2 separate regions of the Sus scrofa genome follow, and region 1 is linked to region 2. Evidence: chromatin contacts called from public Hi-C data. All regions are on one chromosome and are shown on one strand. Each heading gives the region's core, a stretch centred on a gene start, on an enhancer-like site or on the middle of the called end of the contact. The rest is flanking DNA. Distances are from core to core; before and after follow the strand shown.

Region 1 (6,721 bases), core at 1,351-3,850, 520 kb after region 2:
TTGTTATTTATCCACAGGTTCTACTCACTGGCATGAGGCAGAGGTTGGATCTGCAATAAATCCCACTTCCTCCTGGAATATCCTTTGCTTTCTTGATCCCAGGGCCAAGTGTATGTATTTATCTATCTGATAGAGGGCCCTGGCTTCTTTAGGAGACCTATATCATCAAGGTCAAAGGCAACCATGAACTGACTTTGCTTATATATTCCAGTATGTTCTGTTCTTGCTCTCCCCTATTCTACATTCTTCTTTTCTTCCCAACTGCCTGCCTGGTGGACTTCAAGTTTCAGTATAAGACACAAAGATGACAGCCTTACAGAGACTGCTTAAACAGCTCCTACAACTGCATAAGTTCAAATCCCTCTAATAAATCCCTTCGTGTATCTCTAACTACATCTATATATACTAGATAGATATATAGATATATAGATATATATACACACACACACAGTATAATGAGCTATATGAAGGGATTTGTATATCTATTTTGTATATTTCTATCTTTATGTGTCTGCTTTCAATACATATCCAGAAATAAGGAAAACTATATATCCCTATATACTGGATATATATCCTGTATATAGAAGATATATAAAAGTGCATGTTAGATGGATTTAAAAATGTATGTTCATAAACATATATATACACACACACACATGTGCATATATTGTGAATATATATATATATACACATATATGCATGTATCAGTCAGGGTCAGTCAGGGTTGAAGCAAAGAAGCAAAAACTGTATCTGTTTCTCTATTTGAACCCTGACTGCTACAGATATCTTATAGACATCTCCAAGTCAGTAAGTCCAAAAGTAAACTCCCCACAAAACTTGCTTAACCTGTGACCATTCCTGTCTCAGTTGATGGCAATCCTATTCTTCTAGTTGCTCAGACTCAGTTCTCAAAGTCATCACTGACTCCTTTTCTAAGACCTCACACATAAGTGATTGGAAATGTTATGATGTCTACCTTTCTAATACATATCCAGAAATGAAGAACAATTGCTAGACTTAGATTACCCATCTATAATGCGTCTAAGAATTGACTACCAATGGCTGCTAATAAGGCAAAGAGAAGCCTTCAGAATTATACGCCTCCTACGTGTGAGGTATGTATACAACAGCATCTCTGATGCAATCTTGCCAGAAAAACAAATCTGAATTGAATCAAGCCTCTAGATGTAACTACAAATTTTCAAAAATAATAAGAGATAGAAGAACTTATTATGTGACCCAAGAGGTATATTATTAACATTCACTAGAATGTGGCAAATACCAAAAGACAAGGCAATCTAGTGTCCACAAAAAATAAAGATGAGGAGAAAAAAAAAAGATATGAGACAGAGAACAAGCAAACCTAAAGGTTAAAAGATTTAAGATATACAGCAATGAAATCTCTACAAATACAATGTGTGGATCTTACCTGAGTATTGATTCAAACACCAAAATTTTTAAATTACAAGGTAACTGGGTCATTTACCCATTGAATGGATATTTGATATTTAGAATATAATTAATACTTGAGGTGTGATAATTATATTGTGGTTGCATTTTCTTTTAGGGCCGCGCATGTGGCATATGGAAGTTCCCAGGCTAGAGGTCACACTGGAGCTATAGGTGCTGGCCTACGCTGCACCCACAGCTGTGGTTGCATTTTTAAATAGTCTTTATCTTCGATGGATTGATACTGAATTATTTATTAGATGGAAATAGTTTGACCGTGAGTGGAGAAATCTGAAGGTGGGTGATGCCATTTCCTTCTCCTTCCCTCTTTACTTTTCATGTTTCAAACTTTCCATAATAAAAGGCTTTTTAACTCTATGAATATTTAGATAGTATGATAACTAAAAATGGCAGTGAAAACACTGTTTCAGAAGTGGAAGAAAAGGACTGACTTACAGGACTAATAGTATTTTTGTTGACATTTATTCTAACAGAAAAATAATACATTCTTAGCAATAGAATAATAAAGTGCTCAAACTTCTTTTAGGGATAGCTTTTTTTATTTTTTTAAAAAACATTGTTAGGACAAACAACCATAATGACTTTTCATCAAAAAACAAATGCTTTCAGATTCAGCACACAGGTAGAATTCAGTTCCTAACTTTCTGAAAGCACACTAGCATACTTTCTTCTCTCTTTTCTCACTTCATATCACATGGTTCCATGCTATTTTTAAAGACACACAATTTGCCAAGTGGAAAATGTTTTTATGTGCTGTAAAAGATAAAGAGGCTTTTTTTTTTTTTTTCCAGGAGTGTTTTATGCATTAACCTGTTTGGCTTTCTGAGTATTTATCACATGTGCTTTTGCTTCTATCTTTTGACTTATTTTGCCCTGATGAAGGAAAAAATCATGCTTGTCAGGAACTTCAAAGGCCTTGAAATCCTCCAATGCCAGTTGTTTCCAGAACAGCCCTCTGTCATCAGGGTTCCTGACAAGCTTCGGCAAAGCAGGCAATTGGCTTGTCTCAATAGCAGCTGCCGACTGTCATCCCCTTGATTTGAAAGTCAAGGTCCTGCCTTGGTGTGGAGGCAGATCTCTTCTTGGCAGGTGAAAGATTCCTCAGCAGAGGCAGAAGATCAAATGGAGTGTGTCAGACGCTGTGTGAGAACAAGGTCACCCTGACCCTACATGAGGGCCGCCAAAACCACTGGAGACAATGTTCTCAGATCTGGAGTTCAAACCACAAGGAAAGGGGCCACCATGACCAAAACTGTTCTCAACTCTCAGGTTAGCACTGGAAAAGAGGATCAAAGGCCCTCCTCATACTCCTCACCATCCTCCTTACCCAGGCATTGATCTGCCACATAGTCAGAAGCTAACACAGAGGAACTAATTGAGGAGGCTTTGCAGCCATGGAAGACCAGCACTGTGTGTAGTTTACAAAGATCACAAACATTCTTTTTGCTAATCCACATCACAATCGCATACATTAGCTGTGACTAACAAACCACGTTTCACAGGGGCCAAACTGAGGCCTGCCTCAGGGACCTGCCCATGAGGAGGCCACACATCGAAAAAAGAGGAATGTGCTTTCTTTCTTTCTTTTTTTTTTTTAAACTATATTTTATTTCATTTTATTTTCCTTAAGAGGATTGGGCTTTCTTGGGCTGGGCTCCTTCAGTCCTACTGCCAAGCACTCCTATGGTAGCTGTTGAAACAGTGCTGTTGAAATGGTAAGGACCTATCCATCCACCTTTCTCCAATTCTCTCACCCTCCTCTCCCCTAATGTTACCTAAACCCCAAAAGTGTAGAACTTCAAACTCTTCTCTTCCCACTAATCGCCCTGGTTGAAGCCCCCACCTCTCCAGGGCACCACATGACCCATAGTGATTTGAAGCACTCTTGCGGCTAAACAGCAAGAACTTTCAGGAATGCACGCCTGCCCCATGAACCAGCACACTGTAAAACAGCTGTGTTCACCTTTTCCCAATAAAATTCAAACAATAAATTTGGTTCCTGTTATATCTGCAATAGTGGAAATATGTTTGTGATTTTAAAAAGTCATAATGTCTGTCAGAAGGAAGGATAATATACATAGGATTCAACAGTTTCAGGATCCCTTGTCAAAAGAAATAACTGTGTAACTTTCGCATAATAATTTGGTACTATATAGGGGGGAAAAGCATATAAAATTTAACATGATTTATAGGGATGATATCTAAACATTTAAGTCAGTATTTATAACCAGATGACTAGGCCAACGTGGTACCAATGTTGCTAGAAGAAGATTAAGTGAAGAGGGAGTGCCTCCTTCAATGGGACTAGTTCCCAGGTTTGCACAGGAAGGCAGACTTGTGGGGCTTTGTAGCCGGCCCATAACTATCCCTAGAAATAGGGTAATTCATATTTTCTTCCCTCAGGGGTTAAAAGTGACAGGTTACAGAGTTCCCGTCATGGCTCAGCAGTTCATGAACCTGACTAGTATCCATTAGGACAAGGGTTCAATCCCTGGCCTCGCTCAGTGGGTTAAGGATTTGGTATTGCCATGAGCTGTGGTGTAGGTCCCAGACACAGCTCAGATCCTGCGTTGCTGTGGCTCTGGTGTGGGCCAGCAGCTACAGCTCTGATTGGACCCCTAGCCTGGGAATCATCATATGCCACAGGTGCAGCTCTAAAAGATAAAAAGACAAAAAAAAAAAAAGAAAGTGATAGGTTACATAATGAATAGTTTGCAAAGATAACTCGAAGGAACTTTGTGAAAGTGTGGTTAGAAAACTAGATGGGATAGTTATACCTATTTTAAGAAGTTTAACTATTATTTAGAAGAGAAAAAGACACTACATGTTATCCCTGATTTACCTACTCTTTCTCATGTCTGTGCTTTCACCCAAAGGTGGTGCTTATTAAATTTTGACTTAAGAAAACCCTGACAACTTTTCAAGATTCTGCTGAAATTCAGCTTCTCCCCAAATCATTCCATCAAAGGACTCTGCCTTTAACATAAGTCTCATACCTATGAAGTGTACCATCACTTACTGCATATTCTAGTCACCATCACTGGGGAATAAATAAAGCTCACTGAAAGAGCTAACAGATAAATTTTATGAATCCTGAAAAAAAATCAATGTTATTGCCGTTCCTATAATAAGTACTGAAGAAAGAATTTAAATTATTTTATCCACCTAATAAAGGACACCATGTATAAGGCAAATAAATATTTTGGACAATGATGCAGAAAATAAGAGAGATAATTACTAAAGATTAGAAGACTCTTATGGACTAAAGGAGTGCTAAATGCATACTAGAAAATAATTTTTCTAGTGATAGAATGCACTTGAAAGTATGCTTGAAGTAGAATGTGAATTAAGAACTTTATCCTGAAGAAAATTTTACCTTTGAAAAGACAGGCAAGTTAAAATGCCAGCTAGAACACAATCTTAAGTTTTTAGTAATGCAAGAATCTCCTATTCAATTTCACACTCTAATAATATTTGCTATATATTATAATGTCATCATTCCACTGAAGAAATTTTGCCGAAGTGGTCCATTTAAATTTACATTTTAATGTTATAAAAGGCAAAACAGTTGAGCAAAACTGCATGAAGTTTTCCTCCCATGCGAGTTTTAACTGGGTAGGCAATTTGGTATAACCAGAGTCTAAGAGAATTTAAAGGGACAATAGTATGTGCTTCCTTCTAACTCTTTGATCCACCGAATGTGTCATCAGCTGAGTCTCCAGACTTACAAATAATATTTATCCCACTTGTGTTATAGAGTGGTTTGTATGTTAAGAATTTTTTCATGATTATAGTTAACATTATGACAATCTTATTTACATAAGTTGGCAAATAAATCACATAAATAATTAAAGGTCCACCAAACAACAACTTGTCTAAAGAAAGGCAAGTTCAGAACCCTAGAGACCTAAACTTTGTTCCACCCAAATTTGCTGAATGACCTTTAAGCCATTTCTCTCTTATCAATTCTCTCAAGTGACAAAGTGAGATAATAATTCCTAACTACCTCACAGAATTGGTGAAAACATCAAATGAAACAATAAATAGTCATGTTCTTCATAAAGCAGAAAACGCTTACCCAATATGAAACATTATTTTTACTGTGTGAGCAGAATGAGAAAGTTTGAGGTCTCCAGCTAATTGTCTTTAAAATCTGAAACACATGTTGTAGTAATTATCCTTTTGTACCTCTCTCTCTTTTTTAGAGAATTCTTGAGTGGTGGATGCTACAGATCTGAAAATCATTATGCTGAAATATTTCCAGCCCTCCCAGCCACAAAAATGTGTCTGTCAAGCAAGGCTGTATTTGCTGCAACTCCCCAATAGTATTAATAGAAGCAGAGGTTCTAAAATATTGCTAGGAACATTTAAAAAGTTCAGTTGCTTCTAATTGGTTCACAGATGTTTAAGAAAAATAGTAAGTTTATTTTGAAACCGCTCAGAATGATAAGACTTTACTCAAACTCTTTATGTACTTTCACCTCAATTCCAGAATCATCTGATAAGTTATGCCAAGTATTTCAGTAGGCAATAAAAAAGTTAGAACATTACATGGGAATTCTCTTTATCATTCTAGACACAATATTCTTGGAAGAAAAATTTAAGCTGTCAGCAGTGAAACAACACAAGCTTGTAAATGAATGAGAGTCATTTTTGCCAGTGGACTCCAAAGTGTGGTACACACAACCCAGAAGACATGCAGGAAAAGCTATCGAGATACTGAAGAACATATTAGAACTTCTAATATTTAAAAATCAGTGATCAAGCTTTATTTACATTTTACATTTCAACTTACGAAGCATATGTGACAAACGTAATATACCTGTATTTTTGTTACGGGGTGCATGTTTGCTCAAATATTTCTTACAGATAGAGATGCAAATCAAAAATTTTATTGAAGAAAAGATTTAGATAAGAAACATTTTATATTAGCTTACATTCTCTATAGAAGACCCTCTAGTAGCTTCTTATGATAACAGGAGTCTGCAGAGCAAAGTCTTTTAACAAAATCCGTATCAAATACTAATTTTAAGAGCAGTAAATGACCCATGGATCTAACTCAGCATTACTTAAAATGGGGAAAGCTAACTGAGGAAAATGAGGAAGGAGAGAAGGAAGGAGGGAGAGGAAGGAAGGGAGAGGAGAGAAAAGAGAAGAGAGAGAAGAGAAGAAGCGGCAAGAGAGAGGATGGGGGAGGGACGGAGAAGGAATGGGAAAGGAAAGAAAACCTTCTGGAAGAGGAAATGGAAAT
Region 2 (6,673 bases), core at 4,150-6,649:
CATATTGTTTCAAATAAATGAAAATTTAAATGTAAGTAGGGTACTCCCCATATGAAACCTAATCTAAAGGTTTATATTTTCACATTATGTGACTAAAATGAAAGGATACATGTTTGAGATTCAGTTATTAGGTGAGATATCACAGGGACTTATGAAGGGGATTTATCATTAGTCTTCCTGAAGATAAATGCTACTGGACAGTACTGTGAGGATTAAATGGCACAGTTACACATACCTATGTCCAAAGAATAGATAGCAATGACCCACATATGTTTCCAAATTTAATCCCTTTCTTTGCACAAACTTTTAGAGCTGAATTAAGCCTGGTGATTGGCCTAGTTGTCCCTCCTAATTTTAAAAATAATAGAACTATGGTTCCAATAGTTAAAGGACTTATCCAGGACCATCAATTTTATTGTTAAGCAGATTGGCACTAGAACCAGTTACCTGACTCCAAGACTATTTCCTTCCACTTTGTTTGAAAATGTGTATACAGAACATAAGGCAAATAATACAGTTGGCCTTCCAAATCCATGCGTCTTACAACCACAGATTCAATCAATCACAGATCAAAAATATTCCATTCCCCCGCCCTCATTTTTTCATGAAGTTCCAAAAAGCAAAACTTGAAATTGCTGCATGCTGGCAACTATTTACGTAGCATTCACATTGTATTAGATATTATAAGTTATCTAAATATGACCTAAAAGACATGGGAGGATGAGCATAGGCTATATGTAAATACTACACCGTTTTATATAGGGGACTGGAATATCCCCAGGGGTCCTAAAACCAATCCCTCACAGATAACTGATGCCTGGACTGTTCTATGCTATGTTAGCTAACACATAAGTTATTACTGCTCCTTTGCCATAGTATTGAGACTCTAAATATGAGGGTAGTTCTGAAGTCACTTGATAGCATTTTTACCTAATGTCCCATCTTAAAAAGTCAAAATTAATTTTTCACTTTCTCACCTATTGGGAAGCACATCAACATAGCAGAAACATTCCTCTACTGTTAGTACGTATATTCCTGCTAAGTATTGAAAAATACTCTTCTGGATTTTGAGATAATTTGATATGGCATAATTTTGTTGTGGTCTCCAAATTGCCCCTCATTATCATACCCTACCTTTTTCCTGAAAGAGAACTCCACCAGCGTCCTCAAGATCTATCCGTTCACCACGTGCGTGGCTGTACAACAGTGGCTGTTATTGTCACTTTCCCCTCAAGACCTCCCTCAAGTTCATGCTCTTGCTTTGATTACTCATGTCTTAGGCTTGCTTTCCTCAGATCTCATCTCTCTATTGTGGCTTTGAAAGTGGTCCCCTCATAGACGTTGACGACAGACTGGATTGGCAAGTGGGTTATGCCCTTGTGGAAAGCAGTGCAGGGGCCAGGGTGGGGGGATGTAAGTGGGGTTAGGTTGGAAGAAAGAGAGAGAGTGCTCTAGAGAGTTACAGTTATATACATTAGATTTCACATGCCAGGGTCTAAAGGATCATCCCTGAAAAGAAAATAAATCCGTGTGATTATTTTTCTGTGTTAGTTGTGATGCTCTGCACTTATATATCAAAAGAGAAAGGAAGAAGTAATCTTAGGTTGACAAATAAGCCTTTTGCATTCCGATCCAGAAGTGTCTGTTAAACACTGAATTATCCCGTAGCCTAAATACTAAAATTCTAAAAGAAAATATGAGGAGTTTTTCCTTGTTGAAAACCACCTGTATTATTCACCATGAAATTTTTAAAGTAATAACTCATATACATTTATGTTTTACTTTATTTTCATTTTGTTTAAGGTAATCATTTCTAGAATCTGATCGATAACTCAAAATTATCTTAAGAAGGTACACACACACACACACACACACACATACACACACCTACACACACACACCTCGGTGTTTTATTTAATAGAAATTCCCAATCAGGTCATCCTAGTTCATTGGCATCTGATTCCTGTCTCCCTTGCCCTTTAATTATTATTTCTTTTCTCTTTAAAAAAAGAAAAAGAAAAAAGTATAACCATAGTTATTGCTACTTTTAACCAAAATTCTCCCTTATATGTATAGTATTCTTTAAAATTGCTTTTTCTCTGTATTTTTGCTGCTTATACTACTATTACAGGCTTTCTTTATTGAAAACAGAAGTATATAATATACATTGTTTGACACTAAAAAGCATGACTCATTTCTGCAAAGGTTAGACAAATGAGCATCCGTCAGATATATTGGGAGATTTTAGCTTGAGTATTTGTGTCTTTTAATGGTTTTGTTATCAGCTACCTTTTTGAAGTTCATTTCTATATAACCCTTACCCTTAAGTAATCTTGTATATTTCAAAACTATTAGTAAATAAAACTTTAGATGTTATTTAGTCAAAGGAAAATTTCCTACTTTAGATCTTAAAATAAATCAATATAAATTCTTTCTCTTAAAATAGACTGGAATGAAAATATTGGGACCCTGTGATCTGTTATTCCATACACTTTTCATGGGACAGTGTAATTCAGTACTGTCCAATAAAACTTTCTTCACGGTTGAAAAGTTTTATAGTTGCATTGTCCAAAATGGTAACTACCAGTCACAGGTGCTCCTGGATATGTGAAATATAGTTAAGGCAACAGAGGAACCGAGTTTTTACCTTATTTAATTTTAATTTGTTATGTACATGTTGTTGGTTGAAAAGTACAGATAAAATAAAACAAAATATGCAAGTAATAATAAACAATATATTCTGCACATCCATGAATTTTGAGTCAAAGTTTGAACTGTCGATCACTTTGTCCTTCATCTTCCTTACAAGTGCTTTTAAGTGCAACTCCCATAACTCTCATAACAGTGAGTTCAAATGGCCTTTCCAAGAAATGATCCTTGCCTTAATAGTAAGGTAGAAGACAGGTCGTATTAAAGTATTTTAGAGTAGTTATTGCTTCCTTTAATTTAATAATACATCATTTGATATAGATCCAGATGTATCGTAGGTATTTTTTTAAGTTAATAGAACAAAACTCAAATAACATCTAAAAATAATTGATCTAGGAAGACTGCACTGCATTGCTTCTTCAAATTAAATATAAAATACATTGAAATTTTTATTTTGTAAATAGTTTGGCTGTAGTCAGAGTGTCCTTTAGGAATGTTTTAGTATTGATGGATAGACGTTTAGAATAAGAAGAGACCTTAATCTTGTGTCTATGACAGCCATAGTTGAACTGATACATCTTCTTTCAAATAAATATTGATTTAATCAGGGCTACATTCCTGTTGGCTCAAAGGTGGTCTTGATAAAAAGCCTGGGCACTGGGCAACTGACTAACTCAGATCCAGACATAAATATTTTAAATGCATGGCCATTCGTTTATAATTATTATTTTTCTTCAAACCTTTCTTCTTTATCTTATAACTCCCTTGGTTAATGTTTTTATGCTTTCTGTTAAGTTAAATAATGTGTGTGTCTTCCCTGTATGTAACATTCAGAGACGGCATGGAATAGGAAAAAACAAAAGTGGTATTTGCATCTGTTGTTTCCGATTCACAGAGCTGGGAGTGAGGTGCTTAAGCTGACTGTCCACAGAGCTAAGATATCAGTAGGCAGTTTGCTGTAAGCACATGTTCAATTATTAAAATAGTCGACATTTTATGTCCGATAGCCATGGCAAGGTCACAACATTAATTTATCCAGAGTATTGTGGGCAACTGTCTAGAAAAAAAAAAAAATAGCGTAAAGGACACAGATGATTCTGGAGAGAGAGAGAGGAAAAAAAAAGATGGATCTGAGCAAAGAGACTTTAGAAATGACCAGTTTAGTACACAGACGTAGAACAGGAAGGAAGTCAGCAGGCGTCTTACCAACAATCAGTATTTTAAACTATGCTGTGTATGCATTAGTTTCTGTTACAGGTTTTCAGTAAATTCTAAGCTCGAACTCTGATCTGGAATCTTTGGTTTCTGAAATCGAATTTCCTATTTTATTTGTTACTTCAATGCTCAGTGATTCTTTGCTCTTTCCCCTGTTCCTTTTTTCCCCTTATCCACCATTCCCCTCCCTCCTCCCTTTTCTGTTTCCTTTTCTTCCTCCCCCTCCTGTTCTTTCCTTTCCTGTATTTCTCTCTCTAGTGAGAGTGTGTAAACTCCAAGCTTCCTCCAGGTGACGGTTTCTTTATTTGTGCTTTTTATTTTTGCTCTTAAGTTTTCCCTTTCCCCCCTTTTTCTCTCAAATCAGGAGCTTGGAGGGGCTGATTGTAAAGGTACATATCCTAGTTCAGTTGCTTCTTTCTCTTTAAGGGTTGTGTGATGTTTTCTTTGGAACCTCTGCAAACGGTTGTCCTTCACGTTTGTTGCCACAGATCTGCTGCCAGACTGCTACCTTAGTTGGTCCTGCAGTGCCGCAGTGCATGATGGGATCTGTCTGTGTGGGTAAACCGAAATTTCTCCAGCACCAGACAGCATTAGAGTTGGCTTGAGAATCATCGTACTTTTTCTATCCTTTGTATCTAGTTCTTGCAAGCTGCGGAGTCACTGATGGCTGGCTCTGTCTGGCAAGTTATTCAGAAATATTGCTTGTGTAGAAAAGAAAGGTAGGCAGTTTACCACGTTCTATCATTAAAGGGAACAGTTGAAGAACAAAGGAACTGGTAAATACCTATATACTGCCTTCTATGTTATGAAACACTGTAGCTCACATACGACTGCGTCCAAATTTTTACTTCTTATTGTAACAATGCACATAGTAGATTGTTTTCACATATATGTGCAAATCCATATTGTAAGTAAACATATCTTTAATCTTTAATATTTATAGCCTGCAAACATTTTCTAGTCTCAAAAACTGATATACATATTCATCAACACGGCTATTTATTATTATTTTTAAAAGTTCTTAAATCGAAAAAGTAAATATATATATATATATATATATATTAATATCCCTGTCGGTTAATTTCATCCCATCAAGTTAGGATTTCAGCGCAGTTTAAATCATATTGATGATTCAGATCCTGGCAGATCTCGTAATTCCTGTGAAATGAGAGCACAGCTAATAAAAATATTAAGCAATTATTTTTATTAAAATCATAGTTTTTTTTCATTAGTAAATAGAAATGATTGATCTTTACAGATCCACCTCAATCATGTGTCTCTTAAGCTGTTTGTGGGTTTCAGAGACAAGTGGAAAGGGTTTTTTTTTTGCTCTTTCGTCAGCCGGGATGGGGGTGGGTGGGAATGAAAGCGTAGAATAAAGTCTAAGACTGCTAAAGATTTGCTGGCATTATTTCTCTATCACGTGTGAGCCTGGCTGCCTGCTTCCTGAGGTAGTGAATCCAGGATGAGACTGTGTCGGAGCCTGTTTCCACAACTGTATTTGGAGATCTGTCTTATTGATTGGGAGTTGGGGGAGGGTGGGGATCGGAGTGTGAGGTGAGGGGTGGACCTGCTGACTACTGGCTCAGTGAAGCACAAGACAGTTTCTTCCGGAAAGATGTCAAACAACTGAGACATAGCCACAGAGGAAGTAGAAATGTGGAAAAATAAGGAGACCCTGGAAGAAATGAAGGCTCTGAGGGCTTTTTCTTTTAACTCCTTTTCTTTCTTTCTGTTGTTTTTTTTTTTCTTCCATCATCTGACCTGCAAAAGCTAGAGTGACAGCGTCATGCAAATACTGCAGTCCCGCAGGTCTGGGAGAGGGTGGATGCTAGACTGTGAGTTAATGTTAATGATGAGCGCAGTGAAAATACCAGCCGCTGCCACCCCCAGCACACAGAAGCGCTCTGAGTCAGCATCAGATGCTTTGCCTCGCCTCTCGCTGGGTGTCTGTATGCCTGTGCGCGCGCGTGCTCGCTCCGGCATCCGTGTCTAGCCGAGGGGAGGGGGTGGCGTGTGAGTGCGTGGAGGGTAAAAGCCAGTCAGTCAGTGAGAAGCAAAGGTACGTTGGAGAGCAACTAAAATCTGACTGATTTCCATCTTTGGAGCATCAGATGTATTCCCTAAGGAGGATGGGTCTCCGTGATGGGGGTGGTATAATTATGTTAATGTCATATTTATGGAGGGGTGAGATTTTTCATTCTAATAATTGGTTGAATGCTATGGTCAAAAATTGTAAAGCCATATTCAGTTTTAAGGAAAAGCATGGACTTATATCTAAGGACTGTTTTATTTTTTTGCTTTTTATGAGTGCTGCTTTTTTGTTTTATTTTATTTTTTAACTATTTACTATTTTAAGCCATAACTGATTCAGTATGGAAAATCAAACGATAAACAGAAAGAGATCTTATATAATGATGCATTACATCATGGAGCAGAATATTTAAAGTCTTAACAAGGCAAAGTAAAGATCTGGACAGAGGGTGGGGGGTGGTGGTTGGAAAGGGGTGTGGTACTAGGGTGGAGGAGGGGGGCCAGTTAGCAAATATTTTGTTCAGTATAGCTTTCCTTGCAGCTTACTTGGAAATGGATGATTCACCTGTTCTACAGGAAAACATTCTAATTCTTTCCATTTTTTTGTTTTTTTTTTTTTTCCTCCTCTTTTCCCTTTTAAGATCAACCACTTCAGAAGAACCAGATTCCACTTCTGTGGCCAGGACTTTTATGTTATGGCTGGTCCGATTGTTTTACCCTGCGTTCTATGCTACTAAACCTTGGATCATTCCTAAAGTACAAATTCTGTTCTCGA

The links. Hi-C and Micro-C count contacts between places; a contact is called where the count stands out from the background.
Region 1: a Hi-C map of heart right ventricle shows a contact between it and region 2, with 1.8 times the contacts expected there. The contact joins two enhancer-like sites.

Annotation. Positions count from the first base shown.
Region 1 is chr13:181,869,746-181,876,466 of Sscrofa11.1, forward strand. No RefSeq gene overlaps it. Among named protein-coding and RNA genes, the nearest start is that of CXADR, 260 kb to the right of the region's middle. Within about 2 kb of position 2,601, at least 8 of the 83 cell types and tissues checked have an H3K27ac peak or open chromatin away from gene starts, as enhancers often do.
Region 2 is chr13:181,342,627-181,349,299 of Sscrofa11.1, forward strand. It overlaps a transcript of LOC106508546 not described here. Among named protein-coding and RNA genes, the nearest start is that of MIRLET7C, 43 kb to the left of the region's middle. Within about 2 kb of position 5,400, at least 59 of the 83 cell types and tissues checked have an H3K27ac peak or open chromatin away from gene starts, as enhancers often do.